Linked DNA regions of Anas platyrhynchos: region 2 is linked to region 1. Evidence: chromatin contacts called from public Hi-C data. All regions are on one chromosome and are shown on one strand. The core of a region is the stretch at or near the end of the contact, and the rest is flanking DNA. Distances in the headings are between cores, read along the strand shown.

What was found. A called contact is a pair of places that touch in the nucleus more often than the background predicts.
Region 2: a Hi-C map of F1 follicle shows a contact between it and region 1, with 2.6 times the contacts expected there. The contact joins the promoter of SERINC1 here to the enhancer-like site in region 1. A contact is called at or near these places in 2 of 8 Hi-C or Micro-C datasets (F1 follicle and subcutaneous adipose tissue).

The regions. Positions count from the first base shown.
Region 1 is chr3:67,153,774-67,160,139 of IASCAAS_PekinDuck_T2T, forward strand. LOC106016352 (a long non-coding RNA gene) reads left to right here. Exons shown (of 3, transcript XR_011808389.1): 3 at 1,297-2,408. Among named protein-coding and RNA genes, the nearest start is that of SMPDL3A, 27 kb to the right of the region's middle. Within about 2 kb of position 3,763, at least 2 of the 8 cell types and tissues checked have an H3K27ac peak or open chromatin away from gene starts, as enhancers often do. A contact at or near this core is called in F1 follicle, where this site is marked.
Region 2 is chr3:67,274,240-67,280,605 of IASCAAS_PekinDuck_T2T, forward strand. SERINC1 (serine incorporator 1) reads left to right here and starts at 4,113. Exons shown (of 10, transcript XM_027454612.3): 1 at 4,113-4,273. The coding sequence starts at 4,235.

The sequences.
Region 1 (6,366 bases), core at 2,513-5,012:
CGTAAGGAGGTTGTGACAGGCAGATGAGAGAGTAACACATGGGAAAATTATTCTTTACTAAGAAAGAAATGAAGCAGACATTGTCTAAGTAAGTATTATTGATGCACTGCACCAAAGATGTGAAGTTATAACCCTTCTGCAGGCAAGGATTACCTCTTCCAAAAGTCTAGGGAAATCTGTATCTCTTGACTGTACATCAGACCTTCTTGCCTTTGCACAGGACCGGTGTTGCTGGGGCATGCAGTGAGGCTCCAGGCACACACTGATTGTCCACCATCCATGAAGAACTGACCATCAAGTACCATCAGCTACTGATGATGCAAGTCTCCTGCATGTGCAAGCCCAATAGATCTTGTTTTCATTCTACAGTATTGTGGCTCCACCACTCTTAATGATACTCTTACATTCCTTCTTTCTTTGATTAATGTCACCGTTTAGATAGCACACCTAGCACACTGATCCATATAAAATGCACAACATGTTCAATGCTAAATGACACAGATAAAAGAGTTTCTGATTAATCTAGAATGGTGAGTTTTAACCGTTAACTTGAAATTCGTTTCCATTTGCATCTCTGACGTATTTTACTGAGAAATCACTATCATCATGAGCACTGGTAAAAAAATGTGCAAAATAAAAAGCCAGCACATGCACACTCCTTTACTGCTCTTTGATTCCTTTCTCTCCAAGAAAGGAGAGATTGTGTTCTCTCCAGTTCTGAAACAAAATGATTGAATTTGTGTAGAAAACAGCCAACAGTATTATTTCATTTTAGGAATAAAGTCACAATATTATTACTTCCTTAACCATAGATGGAAATCTGTGTTTCCCTACAAGACATGGGCAGTTCCAAACTGGAACAGGGGAGGGCACTAAAGAGTTACACATGGATCTGAAAGCAGACGAAATGATTTGCCCAACATGTAAATTGGGTCTAAAATTATTTCAGACTTATCATGTATACAAAAACATATATTCTGATTATGTTTTCTTTTTGAATGAAAAAGAAGCTCTGATAGGGCCTATTTGAGTGGATTGAACCACTTCCTTATCTTTGGGAAAAGCTGCGGAAGCTGTCTTGCTTTTCTGTTCTATAATCTTCCAGCCAAGTAATTAAAAGAATTTCCTTGTCAGTAGTTTTCTAAGAGCAGGTTAGTCTCTGAGATGAGTAGAGACACAGTGTGAACCAGACTGTAGTATGCTTAGGCATTCCTTTTTTTTTTTTTTTTTTTTTTTTTTTTTTTGTCTCTATTTCAGTCAAATTAAGTTTAGCATTAAAAAAATACGTTTTTTCAGGTCCTCACTCTAACTGGATGACTGGCACTGAAGAACTGACACATTTAGATAATAGATTGAAACTCATACAGCACTTCCAAGACAGCAAGGTTATTTGCAAATTTACATTTGCTGAGGACTTGGTTCCTTTTGGGAAGCAACAATTCATCTTCATGTGCAAAGGGGGTGTGTTTTGTCAACAAAAATGAACAACACACATCTATTTACATAATTAATTACCATCAAATTCACAGCAGCATGAGAAGCTGAAACAATTCTTCCCATTTTCTGCCTGTCGGAGAGTGCTGTCACAACTGAGAACATGCTTTGAGGTCCTTCTTTGTAAAGGCACATCTGATTGAAGACTCTCTTTTAATTATAGGTTTTTATTCATTTATTTTTTATTTTTAAGTAGCGGACAATTCTGTAACCAATGATAACATTGGTAATAATGCAGGCTATAATCAGATCTCAGGCATTAGTGGAAAAATTTATCATGTCAGAGACCAGAAAGACTTTATGAATGGATATTCAATTTATGCATAAAGATCTATGTTTCTATGAGACCTTTTACACTATCTTTCACACTTTACAGCACGTAATAAATAAGGAGTAAGCCTGTGTGTTTTGGTTACTCACAGAATGGTTATGAGACAATGGCATGCAATGCTTAATAGTTTCAGGGCACATGAGGAAGAACAGTTCTAGTGGAGAGGGAGAGGTCTGAATGATACAGGTCACAGATCCACAGTTCTGGTCAGTTCTGATCAAACAAAAATACAAACAGGAGCACATCAGAGGAATGCTACTCATGAGCACTGCAGCTGCTGTATGGCTTATATGCAATGAACACATATATATACCATCCTTAGGCCTGATCTTGGTGTGCATCCAACTGTTCTCCACATCATTGTTTTCTCTGAAAGGAAATCTATGTCCACAAGCTAGACAAGAACCACAGCAAACCAAGAACCATGTTTCTGAAAGAGTCTGGCTTTTTTGGTATCTTCAAGAGAAGTTTGGGAAGGAATGATTGTCTCCCATAAGTAAATCAGAAGGCAAAACACTGGGAAAGGGAAAGACTAATTTAACTTATGCAACAATGTTGCATAAAACACATGGTCAGAACAATGTCAAAAAACATATGATAAAAGAGTGGCAATAAAGAAAACATGGCTGCAAATTAGAAGTCAGCTTCGGATAATTCTCAGAAGTGTGCAGTAAGAGACCTTTATTCCTAAATAGGTGTTTATGCTATCATTGCCACTGGTACAACTCCCTGACAGCAAAAACAGAAGCTCTGGGGCAGACGGGGTTCCTCCGAGCCATCCAGATGACATGCTTCTTATGACATTTTAGAAAGAACATCACATGCAGCAGAAATGGAGTTAGGGAACAGTGCAAGGTTTGGGGCAGTAAGCTTCTCTCAGACCCCTAGGTGACCTAGAGCCCGTGCAAAGGTGCTGTGGAACAGGCGGAAGCAGCACAAGCCTTCCAGGAGCTCACTGCCCCACAACTAACCCATGCTCTTGTTTCTGGAGGAGCACAACCTCGCTGCATGCCTTCACAGCACAGACAGACAAGCTCCCTGATGGCTCACTGGGTTTGTTTCTCTCTCTCAGATCGCAGTTTCCAATGACAACAGTGTTTCTGCATGGGGACACGAAGCCTGGCTGCCAGCAGATGGATGTTCATGACTGCAGAAATTTCGCAGGAGCTGGACCTGTCCCCAGCATGTGGGGATGGCTCAAGTGCTCCAAAATATATAAACTCTTTGCTTTCCCCAGTCTGTTTCTTCACTTTTGAAAGAAGCAATAACCAAGGCTGCCATTGCAAGCAGAAAACTTAAACTTATTTTGAATTTCAAAAGAGAATAAATGAGGCATCACTTTTTATCAAGGTAATTTAAGGAAAAACGAAAACCAGGATGAACGGCGTTTATGTACCACCTTGAATTTGTGGGTGGAACAGAGAGCTGGCATCACAAACACCCACTGTGTGTTGCAATACTTTTTATAAAAGAGATCCTGCTGCTGTCTCACTCCAAATGCCTCAGCTCAGGCGTAAGGCATGACTCTGACAAGTGGGAACAAGGGAAGTGCTCCAGCTGATTGACAGTCCCAAAAACCTCAGCGGGTCCTGCAGACAAATCGCACCAAGGAGCTGTGGGACTGCTGGTAATTTCCTCGCCATCCTTTGCTGCCCTGCTCCGCTCCTTCCGATCATTCCTCCGCTTTTGTGAGTCCTGACTTGTGGGGCGGGGGAGAGCAGCGTGCCTTGTGTCGTTTTGTTCCCTTCATTACCATGCAGACAATATTCGGCTGTTCTCAAGGAAGGCCTGGGATCCCTGCTCATTTCCCAGGCTTTCCTCTCAGCCATTAAAGAAGAAAAACAACGAGGGGCCTGTTCGGCTCTGTCTGGCCGTGCTGTGGGCTGACGCTGATGTAACGGCCGAGCCCGGCAGTGACTGGCTGCAGCCAAACTGGTCATGCTCTGTCCACGCATGGAGCAGCAATCGGCAGGCGGCCACCTCACACCTCAGCCCTGGCCTCCGCACAAAGGCTCCGGGGGGGAAGCATTGAGAGGTGAACAAAGCACCAGCCGAGCATGAAGCTGGGGCTGGGGGTGTCCCCACTTCCACACCACCCCTGCCCAGAGCTGGGACCAGCCTGGGACCTCTGAGATGACGATGATGATGATGAGCTGGTGGAAGAGCATGCCATGAAACTGGGGCTGGCAGGGGGATGTAAGCACAGATGGGCAGGAGAAAACTAAACCATTTTCTTTTCCCCACGGGGTACAAAGCCAGACCTTGGCTGACGTAAAGCAGCATGCTCTCATTGCCTTCAGTGGCAAATATATTCAAATAGGTATCAGCACAAACAGTGTACCAGGGTGTCTGACAGGTAGTTTAACTCTGCAGCTGTTGCAGTTTCTCCTAGGACCACAAGTAAACACATTGGGTGCTAATATATATTTATATATTTAAATTGAGACATTTAGGCAGTGGGTTTAAAAACAGCTTGATTTTTTTTTTTTTTTGTCATCTTACGACTTTTCATGCTGCCTAAAGAATATTCATTATGCTTAAATGCTAACAATAATAATAACAATAATCCTTGCCCAAAATTTGATGATTGCTTATGATGGACTTTTCAGTCCTAATTTTGAAGATGAGTTACATTCTGGCAACTAGAGGCAAGTTACCACAGAAAGGCAACTAATAGTTCTCATGCCTGTTGCATGCCAGACACCTGACATAAAAAGGCCTTATTAAATATTTGAGGTTCTTCCACATTAGAAGGTAGAAAATATGGGATTAACATTTGTTAAGTTACTTGTTAACTAATTTTACTTTTTCAGTCTTCATTCTGTCTTCACTCAGCCCATCAAAGGCTGACTCCTGTGGTGACACATCTAAACACTTTGTTGCTTGCAATAGTTACAGCCTCTTGACAGATCTAGACTGAATGAAAAGCAGTGGAAGTTTGCAGCATGTTTGCTTTCAGAGGGGCAAGACACTGAAAGCATATAACAATATTTTTCTAAGAAAAGATTAGATCTTAAGGGGAGGAGAGGAGGATGAATGGGAAGGATTTTCACCCTAAAATTACATCAACTTGTAAACTACAAGTCAACTTCCTTTTCAGATGCAACTTACCAAGATGGGTATCACTTAAACTTGTATAATAGGCCTTTGACAGCATCCAGTTTCATTCTTTTAAATGCCTTCTGGAGTCTTGAGTTTGAAATGTTCTGTATTTAAATTCAGTCTAATTAAAGACTGGAGATTAATTCATTCATTTTTAGTTATAATTGAAATAAGTAGCCAGATGTTTGATTTGTATGCCTTCAGACTCATTAAAACTTTGAATCAAAGTACAAGTAAAGCCGTATGAAGTAAACCTGTACTTACCACCCAGCAACACAAATAATAATTAAAAAAAAAAAAAAGCTTTCCTTCAAGTTTGCGTGTTTGGTTTTTTTTTTTTTATCATCTTTTTTAAGTTCTTCCACATATGTATGTAATCTTCTTTCTGTTACAGTCCATTTCTTAAGCATGTGCAGGTGCTCCCTATTTCTGCAGCTCAATGACAAAAAGTGCATGCACATAAAGTATAATGGGCATTTTCATTCAGGGTATCAGAAGCTGCCTCTCAGGCCATTCAGCCTCTCATTTTCAGGTATTTGCATTTGGAGCTTGACACATAAAACATGATGAAGCTAAAACTGAGATATTAGTATGTACAGCAAAGTCATGCATCCACTATTACATTCAGGGTCTGTTTCTCTTTACCTTGGTGTATCTCATAGATACAGGTATGTATCTCATAGCACAGGTATGACAGCAAGGAAACGTATGCATTAGATGGGCTACAACTGCATTTGTAAAGCCAAAAATTGAAAGTGCTTGGAAAATTGATCTTTTTTTCCTAATAAAAATTAAGCATAAAATAGCTGGAAAAATTCCTGAGCCTGCCCCACTGTATGTTTTTATACAAAATGGAGTTGGGAAATAGTTGAGGTCAATTTATTACTGAAAGGAAAAAGAACAAAAAAAAAAAAAAAAAATTTTTTAAGTCTTCCTCTAAGCATTTTTCCTTTTTACTTTGCTAATTAATTTGTCCCCTTAGTTAGACTTTTTTTTTCCCCCTATAGTAACAAATTATGTTATACAACCTCTCACTTTTGTTTCATGGTACTGTTAATCTCAGGGTTTTGCTCTTCACAGCTCCTAGCTACCAAAGTCTACAATTACTTCAAGGTGTTACCTTCAGTCCTGTGCTGCTGGGATTCTCATTAAGACACAACAGTCCACAGTCCAACATGATGTTACCTTACAGCCAGTAACTCCTTGACAAAGCCACCTTCCAGACATGAGATCTGAAGTCTTAGCAACAGACTTCTTCAGCACCTGAACCTTTAAGTCCTGTTCTGGGGGTGATCCAAAACAACAACTTGTCTTGTACCTCTTCTACCACCCCCAGTCTTTCAGTGGGTCTCCTATTTAAAAGCCAAGAAATGCTTGAACTATATTTTTTAACAACTAAATACTTGAAGCAGCTTATAAAAAATCTATGACCTGTGAGT
Region 2 (6,366 bases), core at 2,863-5,362, 120 kb after region 1:
TGGCCTCTGAACTCCATTTCACTTCAGATCTCTTTCATATCAGTCTCTGTACAGTCCACCAGAAACAAGAGTTTTATGTTTTTGGATTATGTAAATTCTTTTGTGCTCGAAGTGTCTCTGACAACAGAGATATAAGCCTTGATATCATAATCTGTTATCACAGAAATTATTGCGATATTAAATTTCATTTAAACGATTGAGGGAAGAAAAAAAAAAAAGGATTTTTATAGATTTCACTTAAATATAGCTTAAAAAGAATGGCACGTAGCGGTGGACACAGATTTATTGTAGGAATAGATGCCTGTAGACTATTTTTCTGTTAACTGTTGAGACAAAAACACCCCCCACCCTTCCATTGCCGATTGCCGTGAGCCGTTTCCACTCTTGTGTTACGCTGCCCTCTAGGGGATGCTCGCCGCACGGGTGTTGCCGTGCCGTGGAACAAAAGGCTGCCCCGTTTTCCTCCTTCGGTTCTGGTCATAAGGCTTTTCCTTTTTTTTTTTTTTTTTTTTTTTTTCCTTCTTAAGGTCTTGTTCTCTATACTCCCTTGGCAAAGAACAGGGGAGCAGAGGGGCAGATGCTGGATGCACTCACCACGTTCAGCATCATAAAGCTTCTGTCTGACCTGTCCTAGATTACACTTGTGCTATTATGCACCTGGGGTCCCTATATCGCCAACACCTTTAACATAAAATTATGTATTTGGGAAAGCCTTGCCTAAAATACGCCTCTTGAGTGTATATTCTGTATAGCTTGCCCTTTCTGTCAGCAGTCTGAGGACAAGAACTCAGCAGACAAAATGGTAACCAAGACTTTCCTCCACAGGTTAAAGTGTGTGTGGTCATGGTTGTGATCCTCCCCCCCCCATAAAGAAGCTCTGAACCCTTTACATAGCTGGTGCTCACTGAAAGGGTAGATGGAAGTTACTTATCCAGACCATGGGATATATTGGTGGTCTCTAGTTTGGAAAAGACAAACTCATTTTCCAATATGCATCTGACAGAAACACAGTTTCTAGCAATAAGCTCCCTAACAGAAATGAGAAAAGAGAAAAAAAGTGACAAGCTACCTGGGTCCTGTTATTTTCTAAACATTTTCAGACAACTACTCAAATAACGGACATCTATGGTTCTCATATCTATACAAGTTCAAGAAGTTCACAGGGAAACAGCAGATCACTTTTGGAAAGCAATCTGAGGCAGATTTCTGAGCGTGAAGGGGTTCTATCCCTCTTCAAACTGAATAAAACTCAAGCACTGCAATTAGTTTTATAAAGTAACTCAATAAAGTGACTCAAATCTAGCAAAGCTACAAGAGGGTTTTCTAGTGGCAGGTGGACTGACAACAACTCGTTAAAAGAAACTCCAGTACAAAGGAAAGCATTTACCACCATTGCTGAAGGTAAACAAAGTCCTAAGTATTTCCATAGCAGAATATGAACAGCCAAAGCGGAACTTCAAATTCCTGAAGAATAATTTTGAGAAACTGTATCGACACAACCAACATTTCAGAGTATAATTAATAGTTGGCAGGCAAGCTGTATTTCACTTGAAAGTGAAATAAAATTTCAGCAGATAAATTCCTGTAGCAGATCTTCTCTCATGTAATTTCTTGGAAAATATGTGATGGAGGAGGAGGACTTGGTTCAGCGAAGTGTACATAATGCTTCAGTATCTTTCCACAGCAGATACTACAAATAAGACAGCAGAAATTATTACCTAATCAGAGAACAATGATGTGATTTAATGTGTTGAAATAAAAGAGATCAGGTTGCTCTGGGTAGAAGCAGTCTGTCTTGGCTATCAGAGGTTTTTGTAATGAGAAAGAGTAGACTATGAGGATCACAAGAATACTGAAGCAGAAAATAAAACACATTAATTATTGATCCTGTGTTAGGCTTACATGGCAAGGACTTGGTAGCAGAGGTTCTGCAGGGGTGGCCTCTATGAACAGAGTCCAGAAGCTGCCCCATATCAGATCACAGCCGTCTCCAAAGGGACCTGTTGCTGGCCAGAGTTGAGCCAATAAGTGATGTTATTTGTACCACTGTGAAAGCAGATTTAAGAAAGGGGAAAAAACAAACAAACAAACAAACAAACAACTGCTGCACAACAGCAGGTGGGAGTGAGGAGTGAGAACCAGCCCTGCAGACCCCAAGGTCAGTGCAGCAGGAGGTGCTCCAGGTACCAGAGCAGCAGTTCCCCTGTGGCCTTTGGAGAGGCCCCTGGTGGAGCAGGCTGTCCCACTGCTGCCCATGAGGGAGGATATAGAAGAGGGTGGATGGCAGGAAGGTGATTTTAGCTTGTTTTTAGTTTCTCACTGCTCTAGTCTGCTAGTGATAGGCAATAAATTATATTCATCTCCCTTTGCTGAGACTGGTTCATGACAGTAACTAATGAGTGATTTCCCTGTCTTTATCTCAACCCTTGAGCCTTTTTTCATTGTATTTTCTCCCCCTGTTCTGTTAAGGAAGGAAAGTAAATGAGCAATTGTGGAGCTGAGCTGCCCATTGTTGTGAAACCACTATAGACACACATTTGGGGACTCCAGAAAAAAAATTAAACCTTCCTGAAGGAAAGGGAAGTAGTACTACCATTTTGAGAGATTAGAAAGGAACTCAGTTCATTAGATGAAGCTAGCCACAGTGTTGTCTGTAAGGTGATGTTGGGCCTGCAGGATCTTCTGTCTATTGCGGTAGTGCTATGTAGAAGATGAACAAAGCACACTTTACTGGCTCAAAATTGCACACAAACGAAAGTGATCATTAAGGATTACTATTGTGGCTTTACTGGCCTAGCTGAACAGGCTTTAAGTTTTCTCCCCATCCCTACCCTTCCTGTGCCCCCCTGGGAGCAGATGTATGGAGGGTATAGCACCTACCTCACCTATAGGCCCCAGGCTTGGGCTCTAGTACAAGAAAAAGCAGTGCTTGCTGCCTTCGTCTCCCCATATCTTTTCTCTTCCTTGTTGCACACTACAATTTCACTACCATTACGCTACTTAATTCAGATAAAGGTCCCATTATATAACAATATATCAATTATATAACAATATATCATCCCATCTAGAAAGATTGTAGGGAAGATGGTTCAGGCCTCACATACACATCGGAGGTTATCCGCACCCAAATTCTTGTGTTTGTGCAGGACTAAGAGATATTTAATTGTAATAGGCTAAAGAGAGCCTGGTGGCCACTGGCAAGTAGACTTCAGTGAAGGAGCAGATGCATCCTAGCTAACAGTCCATTCTGTCCCCCACCATCGAGTGTCTCAATTTAGCAAAATTTTACTCTAGACAGATTTCAAAACCTCTTTTAACTGATTGCTTAGGACAGGAAGGTTGGATTTTATTTCAGTTCAGCATTCAGTGTCCACTAATTCTATGTGCTTACCTTTCAAATTAATAGGTATAACCACTAGGTTAATTATTCCCATTCCATTTTTTTTTTTTTTTTTATCGCTGGACAACAATCACAGTCTTAAACCATCAGACCACAAAAGTTCCTTCTCAGCTTTTTCTTTTCACGTTTTATTTTGAAAATACAGCTACCTTTAAAATCAATTATAGATGACAGATTCAGCAATATTCATAGATAGCATCAGGCTCAGCATGAAAGACCAGGCTGAGCAGTAGCTCAGCATGAAGCACCTGCTTTCATATGTTACGATGAAGGTAAACGTGTGAGCAGCATGAAAACATTCCTCATAAATCTTTTTCCTTAATCTGTAAGATGAAGCCATGTGTTGTCTACTCCACATGAGATGAACTGCCATACTGCTTAATTTTAAAAGTAATTATTTATCTTTGTCACTTATTAAATAACAGCTTTTCAATATTAAAACACATGGGACAAAGGAGGTGGTCATGCTTTTTTTGTAGGCGAAAACATATCTTTCACGTTGCCTAATCATTGAAGCGTGCATTTTATGCTCCTTGATCACCCCATTACTGTATAAACCGCTTTTGTTTTCGGGCTGTGAAGCATTATTGTAGGAAACCGCTTTTGTTTTGGGGCTGTGACGCATTTTTGTAGGAAATCACTTTTGGTTTTGGGACCTCACCAGCAGCCGGCGGGGCAGACGCCACCACCGCCCGCCTCTCCCCGCCCCGCCCCCGGAGGTGACGGCGCCGCCGCCATCCCAGGAGCCGGAAGCTTTGGGCGAGCCGTAAACAGCCCCCGCCGGATCGCGCGGCGGCGCCGCGTCCATCTTGTGCAGCCCCTCCCGGCGCGGCCATGGGCAGCGTGCTGGGGCTCTGCTCCGTCGCCAGCTGGGTAAGGCGGCCCCCGGGCTCTCCCCTCCCCTCCCCTCGCAGGGCGTCGCCCCGCCGGGCGCCTCCGGGGCTGCGTTACCGGGTGGGAGGCGTCCAGCCCCCCCCCCCCCAACGTCCCCACTGGCCGTACCGGCTGTCGGCGCGGCTCGGCTCGGTGCCGGGCTCGGGGCTGCTCCTGCCTTGCGGCTTTGTCCGGGCAGCTCCGCCCTCTGTGGCAGCTTTGTCTTGCCGGTGTCTTTCTAACGCTAGGCCCTGTGTGAATAACTCACAGTCACGCGGGTGGTGAATCTCCAGATATTTGGGATAAAAATGTTAGTGGGACTGTGGAAATCTGCATTTCCATGCCGAAAATACCGCATTCGTCGTGCTTAGATAAAATGAAGTTATATCTATTTAAGCAGGTGCTCATATAGCCTTTTATAAGGCTATATAGCCTTTTAGTAGGCACTTATAGTCTTCTAAAGCTTCATATAGATTCAAGCTCCTATCTCAATAGTATAATACACCAATAGATAAAAATTCATTTTTTCCTAGTAGAATGATATTATTGGGAGTGATGGTAACATAACTCCTCAATCTGCTATGCAAAATTAATAGAAGGACCACCGAGACGGTAAACTGCTGAGTATGAAGTAAGCTTCCAGGCTGATAGGCGTGTAAATAAGCTACCAGAGTGCTGATGATATCCTGCTAAAGAGATACTGTCAGTGTTCATTTTGCTTTAATCAACGTTTTAAACACCACTTAATGGATTAAGCTACTTAGGGTTTAATTGCCAGCTGAATATAGATACCTTAACATCTTTAATTGTTATCAAATACTGGGTGACAGTATAGCTAGTTGTAATGAAAATACTCAAGTTAATGCATGCTGCATTTTCGGGTGCATAAACAGACTTTCTGGTGACTGACTGGTGTTTGCAGCGCATGAAGAATCCCCGTGTACTTGCTTCTGCTTTTGAGTGTTGTTTTCTCTAGAGACAGCTGCTTTCAAGTGCTGCTAATGGTCTTTTAACTAAAATGACTTCTGTAGTCATGTAATCTCGGCTAAATCTGATTTACTGAGGGTAACTCCCATCCCTTCCTTTAAAGTGTCTAGGCAAAACATTTTTTTTTCTGATGGCTTTGAAGTGTTGACTTTCGTTCCACAGTTAAAACCACAGCTAATCAGCACTTACAGCCTGTGCAGCATAGGAGTCGAAAGTGGCTGTGGTCCCTAAGGATGTGTCTGTGTAAATAACTCATGGCTCTGAAAGAGGAACCAGCTGTGGGGGGGGTGGGTGTGCGGGGAGCCAGATGTGGGGTTTGTGCTGGGGCAGGCTGTGCCACGGCCAGGATCACTGCTCCTCGTCTCTCTAGGAAGGTGGTGCTGCTGGCATTGCTTTGTGGGGCTGTGCTTTGTGTCACACAGAGCTGTGCTGGGTAACCTTGGCATCCAACCTCGTGCCTTTATTTCTTCTCGATTTTTTTTTTTTTGTGTGTGTGTGTGGTGGTACTTCTGGTTATGACTGCACTCTGCAGGGCTGTGCTGATCTGGCAGTCTTTAAGAGCAAAGAAGAGCCTGTGAGAGACAGGGGGTGGGGAGAAGCCTTAAAGAGCATTGTCATCTCTCTGAAAGGTTTCTGATCCCAGTGCCCTGGATCAATCAGTCAGTCCTGATGGTTTTACTGGGGCTTGCTTGTATTGCAGTGCTCTCTGAAACAGCTTGTCTGCTGCTTCTAGTGCTTTAATACTCGCTGTCAAAGCAAACATCTTGATTGAATTGGTTGCTTTAAGCATACGGGTAGGGATGATGTAGCTAAGACCTAACTAGGCCCAGTAGGGGCTTAGTGTTTGTGCAGACATTCAATGCAGTGCATAATCATTTAGACTTTATCCCAGTAAGAAGATTACATTTGATATCAAAAGCTTATTTGGTGCGCATCAGTAGTAGTAACGCTTGACTTTCAGTAGACTTACGGGGTTTTCTTTCTCCTGTGTCCTGCAACATTATCTTGTGTGATCCTCCTGTAATTTCCTAGAAAAGGAAGTGACGAGTTTGACAAGCATGAATTAGCTTGTCTGTCCGGCTGGCTACTCCTGGAATAGGTGTGTT